3 separate regions of the Sus scrofa genome follow, and all the other regions are linked to region 1. Evidence: chromatin contacts called from public HiChIP or PLAC-seq data. All regions are on one chromosome and are shown on one strand. Each heading gives the region's core, a stretch centred on a gene start, on an enhancer-like site or on the middle of the called end of the contact. The rest is flanking DNA. Distances are from core to core; before and after follow the strand shown.

What was found. HiChIP or PLAC-seq counts read pairs in DNA pulled down with a chosen protein or histone mark.
Region 2: a contact with region 1 is called in an H3K27ac HiChIP or PLAC-seq map of skeletal muscle, with 2.9 times the contacts expected there. The contact joins two enhancer-like sites. A contact is called at or near these places in 1 of 47 Hi-C or Micro-C datasets (embryonic fibroblasts) and 1 of 2 datasets of contacts at active chromatin or transcription factors (skeletal muscle).
Region 3: a contact with region 1 is called in an H3K27ac HiChIP or PLAC-seq map of skeletal muscle. The contact joins two enhancer-like sites. A contact is called at or near these places in 4 of 47 Hi-C or Micro-C datasets (psoas muscle and skeletal muscle) and 1 of 2 datasets of contacts at active chromatin or transcription factors (skeletal muscle).

Annotation. Positions count from the first base shown.
Region 1 is chr12:33,732,926-33,737,985 of Sscrofa11.1, reverse strand. All of the region lies in intron 6 of MSI2 (RNA-binding protein Musashi homolog 2-like), which reads right to left. Among named protein-coding and RNA genes, the nearest start is that of MSI2, 200 kb to the right of the region's middle. Within about 2 kb of position 2,380, at least 8 of the 83 cell types and tissues checked have an H3K27ac peak or open chromatin away from gene starts, as enhancers often do. A contact at or near this core is called in skeletal muscle, where this site is marked.
Region 2 is chr12:33,904,757-33,909,816 of Sscrofa11.1, reverse strand. MSI2 (RNA-binding protein Musashi homolog 2-like) reads right to left here. Exons shown (of 13, transcript NM_001315780.1): 9 at 1,357-1,471. Among named protein-coding and RNA genes, the nearest start is that of CCDC182, 130 kb to the left of the region's middle. Within about 2 kb of position 1,941, at least 1 of the 83 cell types and tissues checked has an H3K27ac peak or open chromatin away from gene starts, as enhancers often do. A contact at or near this core is called in skeletal muscle, where this site is marked.
Region 3 is chr12:33,861,899-33,866,958 of Sscrofa11.1, reverse strand. The region is part of intron 7 of MSI2 (RNA-binding protein Musashi homolog 2-like); the gene reads right to left. Among named protein-coding and RNA genes, the nearest start is that of CCDC182, 170 kb to the left of the region's middle. Within about 2 kb of position 2,373, at least 15 of the 83 cell types and tissues checked have an H3K27ac peak or open chromatin away from gene starts, as enhancers often do. A contact at or near this core is called in skeletal muscle, where this site is marked.

The sequences.
Region 1 (5,060 bases), core at 1,131-3,630:
GTTTGTATGCATTATAATCTTTATACAATTAAACCTACTTAAGAGAATAAATGATTACATGCCCCCCTTGCCCTGTCACTAACCCACCCTTCCACTTACCCACCACCACCAAGAAATAAACAAAAACTAAACAACACAACAACCCCCCAAAACAAGGGTGGCTCAATGAGAATCCCAAGTTGAGTTGTAAACATGCAAAAATCCAAGGAAATTAAAACTTAGGCTGACACAGAACTTTGTAGCTACAGGGGGGAAAGTCCACTTTCGACTTCAAACCCAGCATCTGACAGCTCAGCAACTAACTGCAACATTGAATTAAAGGCTCGGATGGATCGTACAAAATGTCTTATTTCGGGGAGTTCCCGTCGTGGCACAGTGGTCAACGAATCCGACTAGAAACCATGAGGTTGCGGGTTCGATCCCTGGCCTTGCTCAGTGGGTTGAGGATCTGGCATTGCCGTGAGCTGTGGTTAGGTCGCAGACACGGCTCAGATCCTGCGTTGCTGTGGCTCTGGCCTAGGCTGGCGGCTATACTCCGATCGGACCCCTAGCCTGGGAATCTCCATATGCCGCAGGAGCGGCCCTAGAAAAGACAAAAAAAAAAAAAAAGTCTTATTTCAGGATCAGACCATCCTCCCTTGCACAATTCATGTCCAGACACAAACCCCCAGTTTGGTGACCCGAAGAGTCTTTTCCGGGATCATCTCTGAAAAATTTCACAAACGCATGCCTGGCCCGCGGGTATTTACCAGGAAGTGGGTGGTGACGCCTCTGGAGTCAGGCAGGTTTAAAGGATCTATCTCTGTTGGAGAGCCTGACTGTGCACCCTGGGGAAAACATCCATCACGGAATTTCTCTGAAAAAGGCCCAGAGGTCAGCCACTCATCTAACGCTAACACTTCTCTTTTTAAAAATTCAGTGTCATGGGGGAAAATGGGGGACACGCCCAAGCAGACCGGTGTCCTCCTTTTTCAAATACTGAGAGGCCTTGAACACAAAGCCGTGCTATCTGAACCCCTGAAGAGCTGGTGCTTGAAAAGGAGATGAGGCAGGAAGGTTTAGTTACTGCCACGGAGGGAAGCTCCCCCCCGTAGGGCCTTCTCATCCCTCTAGACAGGCCTTGAAAAATCTTTTGTGCCTGGACCACGTTCAATGTCAGGTTAACCAGATGCAGTGTGTGGAGGGTAAGGCAGGCCTGGGAGGTCTTCAGACAAAGCAGGATCCTCTTCCCCATGCTTCCGGGGCACAAAGTTCCCAGCACAGAAGAAGGATGGCCGAGTGGGAGGATCTGGGTCATCTCCTAGCTCTGTCGTGACCACCCCTGCGCCAAGGGCACCATCCACGTGGAGCCTCTGTGCTCCAGTCCATCAACTGGAGGGGCCAGCAGAACCTGCCTCGGGTGGCTGCTGGTGCTGTAAGTTCCATGAGCAGTAGCTGTGATCACCACGCAAAGGGTGCCTCGCCAGCCATTTGTCAGGAATTCTGTAAAACTGTCAAGAATTCAGGCCCTTTGAGTTGCTTTTTTTTTTTTTGCTTTTTAGGGCCGCACCTGTGGCATATGGACATACGGAAGTTCCCAAGCTAGGGGTCAAATTGGAGCTACAGCCACCAGCCTACAGCACAGCCACAGCAACACGGGATCTGAGATGTGTCTGCAACCTACACCACAGCTCAAGGCGACGCCAGATCCTTAACCCACTGAGCAAGGCCAAGGATCGAACCCGCATCCTCATGGATCTTAATCAGGTTTGTGAACCACTGAGCCACGAAGAGAACTCCCCCTTTGAGTTGCTTCTAAGCCCTGAAAGTTGAGAGGTCTGGGGGCGGGGTAAAGGGTAGCACTCAGCGAGCATTAGATGCTCCCGTTCTTCTCCTGTCTCCTTCCCTGGCTCTGCGCCTCATCCATCCGCCCCCCAGGGCTAAGCAGAAGGAGGCTGCAGTTCCTCAGTGGTTCACGGGGGCAGAGCTAGATTTACAGGGAGACAGACATCAGCTCAGCTTTTTAGTGGGGACAAGAGGAGTTACCCAGCGCTCTCATTCTGCCCTCACAACAAGCCTAGGGGCAGAGGCAGTCATCCCCTTCAGCTCTGAGGGAACTGAGGCTCAGAGAGGGGAAGTGCTTTGTCCAAGGACACATAGCGGGTGAGCGGCCATGGGCAGCCGGGGATGCAGAGTGAGTTCAAGCCCGAGACAGGCCCGCCTCGCAGAGGTGGAGCAGCCTAACTGAGAGCACTGAGCATGGACGACGTGATTTTAAGTGTCAGCCCAGCCCCGAACTCGCCCTTTGACTTCAGGAGCGTCTCCTGGGCCGAGGATGAGGTCGGCCCTTCCGCTGTTCTGTGCCTCCATGAGTCACTGAGCTCCCGGGCTTCCCCACGTGACAGCCTCTGTGTGCGCTTGGCCTGCAGGCACCTTCCTCAGATCCGCCTCAGGTGTCCCGGGTGGGGTGGGGACAGGCAGGCGGTCCCTGCCAGGGCCAAATGAGCCCAACGCAGCTGCCAGGAAGTCTCATTAGTCAGCACCAACAGCTGCTGCCACGGAGCACGTGGCACCAGCAGGGACGCACCCGAGACGCTGCTAAACCTCCAGGGTGGCCGGAGGCCTGGTGCAGCCAAAGCGAAGTGGGTTTGAGAACCTCCACGGGCTCCACGTGGGCCTCCCTCATCTGTGGCTCAAGCCAAAAGGTCCCCCCAGGGCACATGTGCCTCCATCCCAGCCATGAGCCGGGCGTGGGGTGGCCCCTGGCATCGTCAGCCAGGCAGACAGAGAGGGCTGCCGGAGCGGCCACCTGTCTCCCAGGGCCCTGCTTCGGAGGCAGCTCCCCCCGCCCCGTCTGCGGTTGGTCTGATGAATCTGAGTCCCCCCATCACCGCCCTGCTTCACCCCCTCCCACTCTGACAAGGACAGTCTCTGCAAGCATTCTGGCGCTCTCCTGTCCCCCGAAGAGTCTGAGCATCACATTTCCCGTGCTGTCTGCCAGAGACATCCCAGGCCCCAGAACTGCCGGCAGGAGATGCCACTCCCGCACACCTGTCAGGGAGAAAGGCAGGCGAACGTGGCCCGGGGCCAGCGGCACCTCCAGCGCCCCCGCCTCGGCGCCGGCTCCCGGCCTTCCTCCGTCTTTCGACACCCTCTCTCCATCTGCATCTACTCGCATCTTGGGCCCCTGGACCTGCCTATGGGTTGTTTCCCCCAAGACGGATCACAGTGAGGAGAGGCCAATGGAGAACCAAACACCCACTTCCTAGGGGGTGGGGTGGGGGGATCATCAGACAGGCTGCCTAAAACCCTGCGGCCCCAATGAGCCCTCTGAGGTTTCAGGGAAATAACACCCTGCCCCCAAACAAAAACCCCTCCAAGTTTGAGACTTACAGCAACTTCCCTTGAGGGAAGCAAAGTTACTCATGCTTGAGAACCAAGAAGGTCAACGTCTCCAGAAGGTTCGTCAAAACTGGCGGTGCGGATGTGCAAGGACACGCACGTGACACGGAGCCCACTTAAAGTGGGGGAAGCCTCCCTGGGGGCTCACTGGGGCGGAGGGAGGCGAAGCATTACTGAGACGCCTCTGGTCCGGCACCTCCCCACAAAGCTGCCAGGCTGCCGCAAGAATGAAAAGTAACGAGACCCTGCAGCTGTCCCTGGGCCCAAACAGACAACTATAGCAACTACTGTTGTCACTGGACCTACTATGTGCAGGGCAGCCTGCTAAGTGTTCCTCAGATCCCAGTTAACCAGCGTAACGCTTCTGATGACACTGTAATTACGTAGGTTTAAACGGCAACACCGCAAAGGAAGAAAGGATAGAATCGGGCTGAGAAAAGGAAAAAGAGAGCAACCCTGATGGGACATGCCTTCTGGGCCTCACATGGGGCTCTGCCTTCCAGGATCCCCTTTTACTCAAGACAGAAAAAGCTCCGCCGACAAAACGGCATCCTGAACCTCAGGCTCAAACCCAGGTCCATCCGACTCCAGAGCTGAGTCTGCACACTGATGCTACCTTTTTATGTCTCTGAAAAACCCACTTCCCTGCAGTTCCAACCAGCCCATCACTGCAGGCTGCAGGGCAGGTGACACAGCAGGCTTCTGAGGGCAGGGAGCCACTTGTTAGGGAGACTGGACTCTAGGGGAGGCAGACAGGAAGGCCAGGCTTCACTGATACCCGAGAGCCTCAGGGCTGAAAATCAGTGCCAAATGTCTGAAGAAGCATCAGCCCTGGGCATCGGAGGGGGTGGGCAACTACCAGTGCAGACCCACTGGGTGAGAAGCTTCTGCCTGTGCACCATCCTTGGAGTGGCAGGAGGCCACTTCCGCTCGCGGGTCAGCCCTCTTGCACACATGAATCACCAGGACCAGGCAGGAGCATGGGAGGTTCTGCAAATCCATCCCCATCAGTGGAAACAAAACACAGGGACTCCATCCTCCATCAGCGGACGGCCCGCGTCACCACCTCTGACAAAAGGCCGTGCACTGGGTGGGGATGGTGCCTCCACGCTCGCTCTCCAGGCCTGTGAGGTCTCGCAGCCCTGGCAGAACACCAGGGGGCAGTGTTGTCAGGAGCAAGGGGGCAGAGCCACAGCCCCCTGGCCCACGGAAGGGGGGCCCCCTGTCCTGAGCCTGCTCTGAGCCCCAGCTGGGCTTCTGTCTCCTCCGCAGTCCAGAGAGATGGTCCAGGCCCACTCCCTCAGAGAGGTGCCAAGTCTCCAGGCATTGGCTGCGGCCTCCCGCCCACCCCAGCCTGCATCCCCAGCCCCTCAAGCCTCACCCCTGGGCGGCTGGGAAATCACGTCCAGGTCACAGAGGCACCTAAGTAAACACGCACACTGAGATCCAGCACACAACGTGTGTGTCCGCACAGACGGCCATTCATCCACGGCCTGTGGCAGCAGCCCAATTATAAATAGCCCGGCTCAGGGTGACGATGACCGGCTCTTCAGCAGAGTTCTCTGGCCTTTAGCAGTGGTGTGAGCGCTGCCTCCTCTTAACCTCTTTTAGCTCCACAGCCGAGCGCAGAGCCCCGTCGTACGCGCCCACGGGCAACATGCCCCGGGTGAGACTGTTGA
Region 2 (5,060 bases), core at 692-3,191, 170 kb before region 1:
TTCTCACGTGTTTCTTCTTCCAGATAAGTGTTGAATCATTTGGCCAATTTTTAAATCATTATAATAAGGAATTTCCTTGAATCTCTGCTAGAGCGAGAAAGTTAAGAATTAACATCCCAGCTGTTCTGAGTATTCTCATGGCATCTCCATTTTTTAAAGTTTGTTAAAATAACGTTACCTCCCTTGTTATTTCCTCAGACAAATAGATACGATTCTTTTAAATAATTTATACAGCCAAGAGAAGTTCTATAAATTTAAAACTGAGCCAGGAATGATTTAAACAGCAGCAAATTTGAAAATACATAAAGAGCTTATCAAACAATATAGAAGAGGGACTCTTAGCCAAATCAAATGAAACCCATTAAAATGAGACAGACCGTGTGCCTGAATGGAATTTTACCATTAACTACCATTTATCCCATTTAATTAGTATTTTCCCGACACACAATAACTTGCACTAAAATACCGTTCTCTCGCCTTGAAATTTCTAATTATTGTTGCGACCCACACCATTACGCTTCTCCACTGCTTTCTCCATCTTTCATGCCATTTAAGCAGCAAGATTTTCAATTATCTACGCAGGACGGACAGAGATACCTTTAAGGAAGGGGCATAATATGCAACTCAATTGCTCTAAAAGCCAGGAGAGATCATTTTTCGTCGGAACAAACACACTTTGTCTTTCATCATTTTTTTTTTTTTTGGCAAATAAAGAATAAAACAGGTTATTTAAGACATCCATTTAAATGCAAATTTTGATATCCCAAGAGAAAAATGTTAATCATTGAAAGAGACAGGATTATCGGCCACCTTACTACATCCCCTCCTCTTGCAAGTTTTAGAAAATGTAGCTTCAGCTCACCCAAGGGAAGACAGCCAGGAGTCCTTAGGTCTTTAAGGACTCCTGGGAGGGAGGGCTTAGGCAAAGACTGTAACTTTTCCTTCTTTGGAAAAGGAGAGTGGAGGAGTTCCCTGGTGGCTCAGTGGGTTGGGGATCCGGTGTTGTCACTGCAGGGGCTTGGGTCATTGCTGTGGCTCAGGAACTTGCATATGCCATGGGCACAGCTAAAAGAAAAAAGAAAGAAAGAAAAGAAAACGGGAGCGGAAAGGATAAAAAATACCTCGTATGAGCCAGGCATGGACAAGATGCCCGCCTATCTATCTATCTGTCTGTCTGTCTGTCTATCCATCCATCCATCCATCTAGCTAGCTATCTCTGCTCATTTAATGGTCACAACTGTCTTTCAAGAAAGATTATCATCCTCCTTTACAAATGGGGAAACTGAGGCTCAGGCAGGTGAAGCAGTTTGCCCAGCTGGAAGGTGACCTGGTCCCCAGGGTTCGGTCCAGACTCACCCAGCATCCCCATGCCAAGCATGAACGCATCCATGGTGTAAGGCAGTCCCCGGGCCCGGCCTCTTGTCCCAGGTGGGAACATGACTTCCTTCGGCTGAGCTTTCTTACATTCTACCTGTTAAACAGAAAGGCGAACAAATGAGATGCAAATGAATTCCATGTAAATGTCAAATGCAGAACTGATCTGGTTACCAGCTAAGTTATTTTTAGCCTTGCTCCTTACTCGCTGTAAAAATAGCCGTGCCGCGTAAATGGCCTGCAAAATAAATATTTAAGAAAACACACCACTTGTGCAAATCCTGCTTCAGAAAAACCTACAAGGATGAGATGGGGTTTGGAGAGGCGGCAAGGACATCGGCTGAAGATGCACGGGTATTCGGCTGGAGCGCAAAATGAAACCGGCGCGGAAGGCAGGAGAGGGGAGGAAGCGGACAATGGTCCCGGGATGCGTCTGTGAATAATGACAGAGACAGTAATAATTTGTCATGATCATTTGGCCCTTGACACGTATATGCATTCCTCTCAGGCTCCATCAGGTCAGAGATGCTTCAGGTCAAGGCCATCTGATCCTATCTCTTCTTAAACAGACAGGCTCCATTTCAGATGAGAAAACTGGGCATCAGAAGGCTTGGGTAACCCGCGCTAAGCCACATCCCAGCAGTGCAGGCCCGGAAGCTGGATTTTTTAAATTTCTAGGTCAGCAATGCCACCATCTCCCTAAGACTGCCCCAGCCACACTCCTTGGGAAAGTAATACGATTAAGCATGGATTACTGGTTCCTCACTTTGCAGCGACGTCTTCAAGGGGTTGCTAATCTTGCCTTTCTGGTTCCCCCTCTGCCTCCAAAATTTCTTAATCCTATTCTGCTCACATCCAGGAGTCATTTCTATAACAACCTTAAGGATACAGAACACAAACCCCAAGAAGGAAGTGAAATTGTTGCTTGCTGAAGTTCCTACGCTGTTTTTACTAGTATTCCTTAGGCTCTTGCTCAGCGCTTTATTTTCGTTTACAGACAGACCTAACACGTATTGGTAGCTGGTAACCAATCCCACTGCTGATGAGGCTGGGATGATGAAGGGCAAGGCAGGAGTGCTTAAAGCAGCAAAAACTATAGCATGAAGGCCTGATGGGGGGAAAGACATGCATCAGGTTTTTCTTTTCTTTTTTCTTTTTTTTTTTAATTTCCTTTTTAGGGCCTTACTTGTGGCCTCTGGAAGTTCCCAGGTTAGGGGTCGAATCGGAGCTGCAACTGCCAGCCCACGTCACAGCCACAGCAGCGCCAGATCCAAGCGGCACCTGTGACCTACACCACAGCTTGTGGCAACACTGGATCCTTAACCCACTGAGCAAGGCCAGGGATTGAACCCACATCCTCATGGATACTAGTCAGGTTCTTAACCTTCTGAGCCACAATGGGAACTCCGAGAATCGGGTATCTTCTTTAAAAAGCAGTCTGAGGCCACATGGAATAGGAGTCAAGACTCCACATAGCTCAGAGTTCCTGTTGTGGTGCAGCAGAAACAAACCGACTAGCATCTATGAGGAGGGGGGTTCGATCCCTGGCCTTGCTCAGTGGTCAGGGATCTGGCGCTGCCATGAGCTGTGGTGTAGGTCACAGATGAGGCTTGGATCTGGCTGTGGCTGTGGTGTAGGCCGGCAGCTGCAGCTCTCATTTGACCCCTAGCCTGGGAACTTCCATAGGCTGCAGGTGGAGCCCTAAAAAACAATCAAACAAAAACAAAACCCACAAAACTCCATACAGCTCAACATCTGCTGGGGATGTCACTACCACACAGAAAATTACTATTGCTCATGGCATGTTTGAGAGATGAAGGCAAAAATTAAACTGTGGGCAATATCCTTTGTTTGAAAGGGACATACATGGGCTATATCCATTCTGGAGATATTTTCATTCCAACTACTTCAATTAAAAAATATTTTAGTGCTTAAGGCAAGGGGGAAGCTTTAATTCCTTAAAATGTTAACTTCTCTTTCTTCAAAGATACCAAGGACCACACATGCTTTGAAAAAGTGGACGGAATACATCACCATTTACGACTGATGTATTCAATACAAAGAATTTTTATAGATTAAGAGGAAAGAGATGGGCATTGCCAAAGAAAAACAGATAAAGGACACGAACAGGCAATTGACAAATGGCTACCAAAGAAGCAGGAATCCCCAAACGAGACCTATTTTTTGCCAACCAGACTGGTCGTGATGAAAGGATTATTTGATGTCAAAGTCTCTGAGAGTATGGGGAGCAGGAGGGAAACTGGTATATATTTCTCTGGAGGGCAACCCAACGAAATAGCAAAAGCAACAAGTGTACACATCCCATGACGAGGTAATCCCACTTATTGTAATTTATCCTGTAAGAATGAGGCTACGAGCATTAATTAAATATATATATTTAATTAAATATATATATTTATAATTTTTTTTTTTTTTTTTTTTTTTTTTTGCTTTTTAGGGCCACATCCACGGCATATGGAAGTTCCCAGGCTAGGGGTCAAATCAGAGCTGCAGCCGCCACAGCCACACCAACAAGGGATCCGAGCCGCATCTGCAAGCTATAACCACAGCTCACGGCAATGCTGGATCCCTGACCCACTGAGTGAGGCCAGGGATCGAACCTGCATCCTCATGGAAACTAGTTGGATTTGTTTCCGCTGTGCCACAATGGGAACTCCCTGTAATTTTTTTTTTCTTTAAGAAAGGAAATACCTTAAATGTCCAAGAATAGGGAGTTAGGGTGGAGTTTGGTTCATCCAAGCTGACTGAAAGCTATGCAGATACAGAGAAGCAAGCTTACAGTAACACACAATGGAAACCCTTAGTCCTGGGCAAACTAATTGCAAGAGGGGGGCTTCTGGACAATGAATAAGTACTTAGGAGTTTCCTGGTGGCCTAGTGATTAAGGATTCGGCATCATCACTGCCATGGCTTGGGTTTGATCTCTGGCCTGGGAACTTCCCCATGCTGTGAGGGTGCAGCCAAAAAAAAAAAATATTTTTATCTTACAGGGGAAAAATCTTAAAGCAATCATACCAAAGTTGTCTTAGAGTGACTTTGTTGGCTTTTTAGGGCTGCATATGGAGGTTCCCAGGCTGGGGGTTGAATCAGAGCTACAGCTACTGGCCTCCACCACAGCTCATGGCAACGCCAGATCCTTAACCCAGTGAGTGAGGCCGGGGATCGAACCCGCTACCTCATGGTTCCTAGTCGGATTTGTTTCCACTGCGCCACGACGGGAACCTCAGGGTGACTTTGTTCTTTATTTCCATTGTGCATTCTGTCGCTCTTGTTTATCCCCCACATCGTCTGCTTTGGGCCTTATTACTGTAAGTCAGGGAGGAGAGGTGATGCAAATGACCTAAATTCATCAGACCTGGGCCTTTTCGATTTCGCTCGTAAGCCGGGGTGACGATGTGCTCCTGAACGCCCCCATCCCATCCCTGGGACTCAGAGGCCCTCATTTGCAAAGAGCCTGCCCGAGCCTGGAGAGAGGGGTGTGATCCGCAGAGGCAGACAGACAATTATGGAACGCCAACACCGGGATCTGGAATAATGCAGTCACCAGCTCACTTGCTAATAGCCCTATCGGTGACAATCTACTGCACTGTCTTATGAAAACCTGCTGCCTGTTTCTAGGCAACCTGATCAACGAAAATTTCAGGTTTATACAATTTTCATTTAGG
Region 3 (5,060 bases), core at 1,124-3,623, 130 kb before region 1:
GGGATGGCCACTGGAGGCTCACGCATCAGGGAGAGGACAGCGTTCTTCCCATGGGCTCAGCAGATGGATCGATAAGCTGTCCTCTCCGCCCTGCCCCAGCCCAGAGCCACCCCCCCATCCCTCTGAAGGAGGCTGTTTCCACCCAACAACCTGTACTGCAGCTCACGAGGGCCTGGCCTCCTGGTTCTTCATTCCTGGTGTTCTGCCAGCCAGAAGGAATAATGGACCCGCTTATTCTATTTCATTGGCTTGTAAAGGGACATAACCAAATCGTGATGGGGAAAGATGCTGGCAATGGCAGAGGCCAGCAAAGGCTGGGGGGCTGCCAGGCATTAAGTAATGCCTTGGCTGTTTGCTCTCCCCGAAGACCGGCAGCACGGCTGCGCCAGGACGGATGATGTGAGTGCTGGGGCCGGGGCTGGAGATTCCCTCTCCAGCGTGGGAACAAAAGACCCCAACCCAGCAAGGCAGGGTCAGAGCTACTACCCCGGACACCTCTGATTCCAGAGGAGTCAAGTTCCTTTCCACTGGGCTGCTCCCTTTTATTGGGTCATTTTCATTATCATTACAACCACCACCATTTCAGCATATTCACCATCGAAGCCTTAACCCCTTCTTATATATTATCTCTAATCCTTCTAATCTGCCCTCAAGGCAGGAAATGCTATCCAAAATGCATAAATGTAGAAGCTGAGGTTCAGCAAAGTGAAGTCGCTTGCCACGGCCTCTCTGTCAGTGAGCCGCTGAGCTGGGGGCACGTCTAGGGCCATCTATGCCTCAAGCCTGGACTTTTCATCAGTCCCTGGATGGGCCACCCGGATAAATAGAAGATTCAGCGTGAATACAGCCCTGGATAAACCACCAAACAATGATGGGTTATCCTCGCCGGTAAGCGTGGTGGTCTGGGAGACACGGAGGGTGTGCAGTGAGGATGGGGCTGATCTCCAGCTCCATCCTCACAAGCTGTGTCACCCGGAGTGACTCCTGTGACTGCTACAGCCCTCGTGTGCCTGCTACAGTCCTGGCTTCCTCATGGACGTGTGAGATGCCGTCTGCTTTTTTTTTTTAAGTTTTCCCTTTTATTTTTCAAAACTTATTTATTTTTATTTATGTATTTTGGGGGTGGCACCCGCAGCACGCAGAATTTCCCAGGCCAGGGATCGAACCCACACCACAGCAGCACCCCGAGCCGCTGCAGTGACAATGCCAGCTAACTACTTCAGCTGCTGAGCCACAGGGGGACGCCCCAGGCCACCCTGTTCACTACCCAGTTCCCTGTACCTCCGACCCGCGCTCCACAAAAACTGGCCAAGGGAATGCATCTGAAAAATGGAAATCCCAGGGCTACCCGCCCTCCCCATCTTATTCAGGAGAGAACACGGGCCGTTTTGCACAAAGCGGAACACATTTCGGGGGATCGACATACAGAAGTTCCTGGTCACTGTTAATATAATTATATACGTTCATGATAATACTGTTATCGCCTCACAAGGTTATTATAAGGATCGATGCCTTTGGGAACTACACACGTAAGCCAGGGTTTTTACCATAACTAGTAACCAATGTGAACAGGAAGGGCAGACACTGACAAGCGGTCACGGCTAACATGGGAGAGACCAGCACGGAGCATCTGGGGAGGCTGCTGCCCCAGCCTTTCCATCGGCTCTGCACATCCGGGCCTCGTAGGGGGAGCTCCTGCCCAAGCTCTGTCCTAGGTCCCCGCCCATCTGGGATCCTTGGGCGGCATAGCCGGGCACGTCCACACTTGCACGGCCCAGTGAGAAAGCCTCCTGTTCCCACCGCATGGGTCACCTAATGCCCATAAGTTACAGCCACCTCAGCCAGGTCTCTGCTCAGCTTAGTTAAAAATAGAGTTTACAACGGAAACCTAAACCCAGTCTCCTCTGAATCAGGGCGGCGGGGGAGCAGGTGCTACCCAAATGTGGCGCCACACTGACGTGCACAGGGTGGTGGCCTTGGGGCAGAATGGCGGCTCCGGGGCCAGGGGGCGTTCGTCCCACAGAAGGGACCACATTCCCTCCTGTGCACCGCCAGCCTCCTGGTGACTCAGTCCGTATTGGCTCAGCACCTGCTCGTGTGGCAGGAGGACCTGAGGCTGAATCCACCATGCCTCTGGGTGACAAAGCGGACAAGAGAAGCAAGCCCAGAATAACACTAATTCGGGGCAGATTTCCTTAAGGAAAAGGGTAAACAGATGCGTCTTGGAAAAGGCAGCTCCCCAGAAGCCACAGTTCTGAGACCGGGCCCCCCTCCCACCGCCCCCCAGTTTCCACCCAAACTACTGGAAGCCAACCCTGGGCCCGGGAGCCCTGCAAATTCCTGTAATCCTGGAGGCTTGCAAGGCAAGTCCTCACTCTTTCCTGGTTGCTGGTGCCAAATACCATCATGCTTAGCGAACCCAACATTTCCGGAACAGGGTGAAGCTCAAAATAATTCTCACAGTTCGACTCACCGGCCCCTAAATAGCTTTGCTGATTAAACCTCTGAATCCTCATCCGAACCGGTGACATTCCTCCTGGGTGAGGCCAAATCCTTCACTGCCTTCCCTGCAAAGCTCAGGCCCGAGGGCCCAGTTCTGCGGCACACACCTTTGGGGTCCCCTGGCCTCCACGGGTTGGAAGCCTCTGATTTACGCTCTGGAACTGCCGATCAGGCTTCCAGCTCCCCCACCGCACCCCCCAGAGCGGAGAGGAACAACAGCTGCGAGAATCACCCTAATGACACAGCGCCCTTGTTTGGGGATTTGGAAAACAAGGGCAGCTGTGCACAGGTTGGGGCGGGACGGAGGGAGACGGGCCTTGGTGGAGAGACAGCTTGGGACCCCTCCGGATGTGGGGGGAACTAGAGGCACACAATCTGCGGTGGGAGGTATCGACTTGCGCCTTCGATGTGAACGGCTCGCCTGCCCAGTGGGGAGCAGACAGAGAAAGAACGGCCGAGGGTCTGGATTTGCTCTGGAGGTGTCATTATTATAATTACTGTTATTATGTCACCACTGTCTTTTTCAAAACCATTCCCGTAGGTGATTTCACTTTATCCTCACAATCATCCAATGAGGTATCTTGAAAGGGATCATTATCCCCATTTGAACCCCAGAGGAAACCAAGGCACAGACTGGGTGACTCTTGACCTTGGCCACACGATGAATCCAATGACAAGGATAATAAGAGGAGGCATCTCCAGTCTTGCTTCTGGCCAGACCGCCAGCGGCCAGAGGTATCGGAGGTAAGAGAGGACAATCACCGCCCGTCGATCAGAAGCAGGCCTCCTGGATGGTCGGGCGGTGGGGGCGGCTGGGGGCCGGGGGTGGGGGGGGCACGTCTCCCTCCCTGCACCCTCCCCTCTCGCAGTGCAGGAGGTCAGGCCACATGAAGGCCAGGGAGAAGACTGAACAACGACAAAAGCTAGTGGCGGATTGATTCTCCATTGCCAGGGGCGGCCCGCCCTCCTCCCCGCCAGGGACAGGCAGTAACAGGTTGGCAGCGCGTGCTCCCCGCCGCTGGTTCTCGGGGCTCAAGAATAAAACGATGTCAAGACTGGGCAAAAGCGCCATTCCTAGTGAGAGCCACCACAGCTCCAGAAATGAGATGCCACTCCTCATCCTGGACATCCGCTCAGAGGCTCTGAGCTAGAGCTGATGCATCAACAAGGAGCCGGTGACGGCCGACCGCACGCTCCGGCCTGGTCCTCACCAGCCAGACGGCAGGTGGTGAAGCCATGGTGGGCAGAGGCCCTGCACTCCCCTCTGCGGGGGGGAGGCTGTAATCACTTCCCTGACCACCTGCCCCATGCCAGTCCCTCTGCCAGGTGTGTGTGTGTCTGTCTGTCTGTCTGTCTGTGTAAACCAAGCTCCGCTGGCCTGGCAGGCTACGCTGTGGGACTCTCCACCCTACATGGCTGGGCTCTGGTGACTTGAACACACCCCAGGAGCAAAGGCAGTGGGGATAGGCTGGGTTTCCCTCTTTGTCTCAAATCAATTGTTTTGGGTTGTTTTTCCGATACATGCTCTGAATGGGCGTTACGGCCTCACTGCTGGGAGCGTCAAAATAAACATCCGAGTCAACAGAACCTCAAGGACCAGAGACAAGGGGTGGGTGGGTGGCGTGGGGACAGTAGCAAGGGGACTGCCCACGGGGCCTGACCTGGGTTTCCGGCACCGTCCATTTATACCAGCTGCGAGGGACGCCCATTCCATGCATGGCTCCCAGGCAGTTTGCAAAACCTTGGACAATTCAGAAAGGATTAAGGCACCAACATACCAGTTTGGGGAATTTCTCTCCTTCCAGGAACATGGCTTTGCTGCACTTACTCTCAGCTCAGGCTGCACAGCCTCACCGCCTGGGGAGCTTTACAAACAGCCCTGTGCAGAAACTCTTGATTTACGTGGGCTGAGGGGGCGCCTGGGAACTGGTATCCTCTAAGAACTCCCCAGCTGATTCTAAGTCTAATGCGATTCCTAGGGTACATACACACATTTTATAGCCCTTCTCCTGCAATATCATGTCATCAGCATTTCCACGTCATTTAAAAACTCCCTGCAAACCTCCCTTTAATGGATGTGTAATAATCAATGGATTATTGATTCATGGATGTGTAATAATCAATCCCATGAACGTCCTATAATTTCCTTTCTGTTGGCTTTTGTAAGTGTTCTCCTGAGTGGGAGCTGGCAGGTGGTTGGGATCCAGATGGAAGACCTCCCCATAACCCCGAAGCAGGGCCCATGTCATACCCCCTCCTAGCTCGGGTTCCAGAGACAGCCGGGCTCTCAGAGACAGGTGGGTCAGCCTGGCCGGTGGCCCATCCGCTCAGGGACCAGGGGACTGGCCTTCTGCACTGCCATCCTGGGATCCTGCAGCACACCCCAGAATTCTTCCCCCATTGGGTCACCTGTTTGTCTCTGCTGGGAGCATCACCTTGGTTACAGGGAAAGATACACCCAGAAGGCTCTGAGTCAAGCTCTACATTTAACAGGACAGGCTATGGGCTCACTTACTCCTACTGAGCGCCTCATAGAATGTGCACAAGGCTCATCGGTT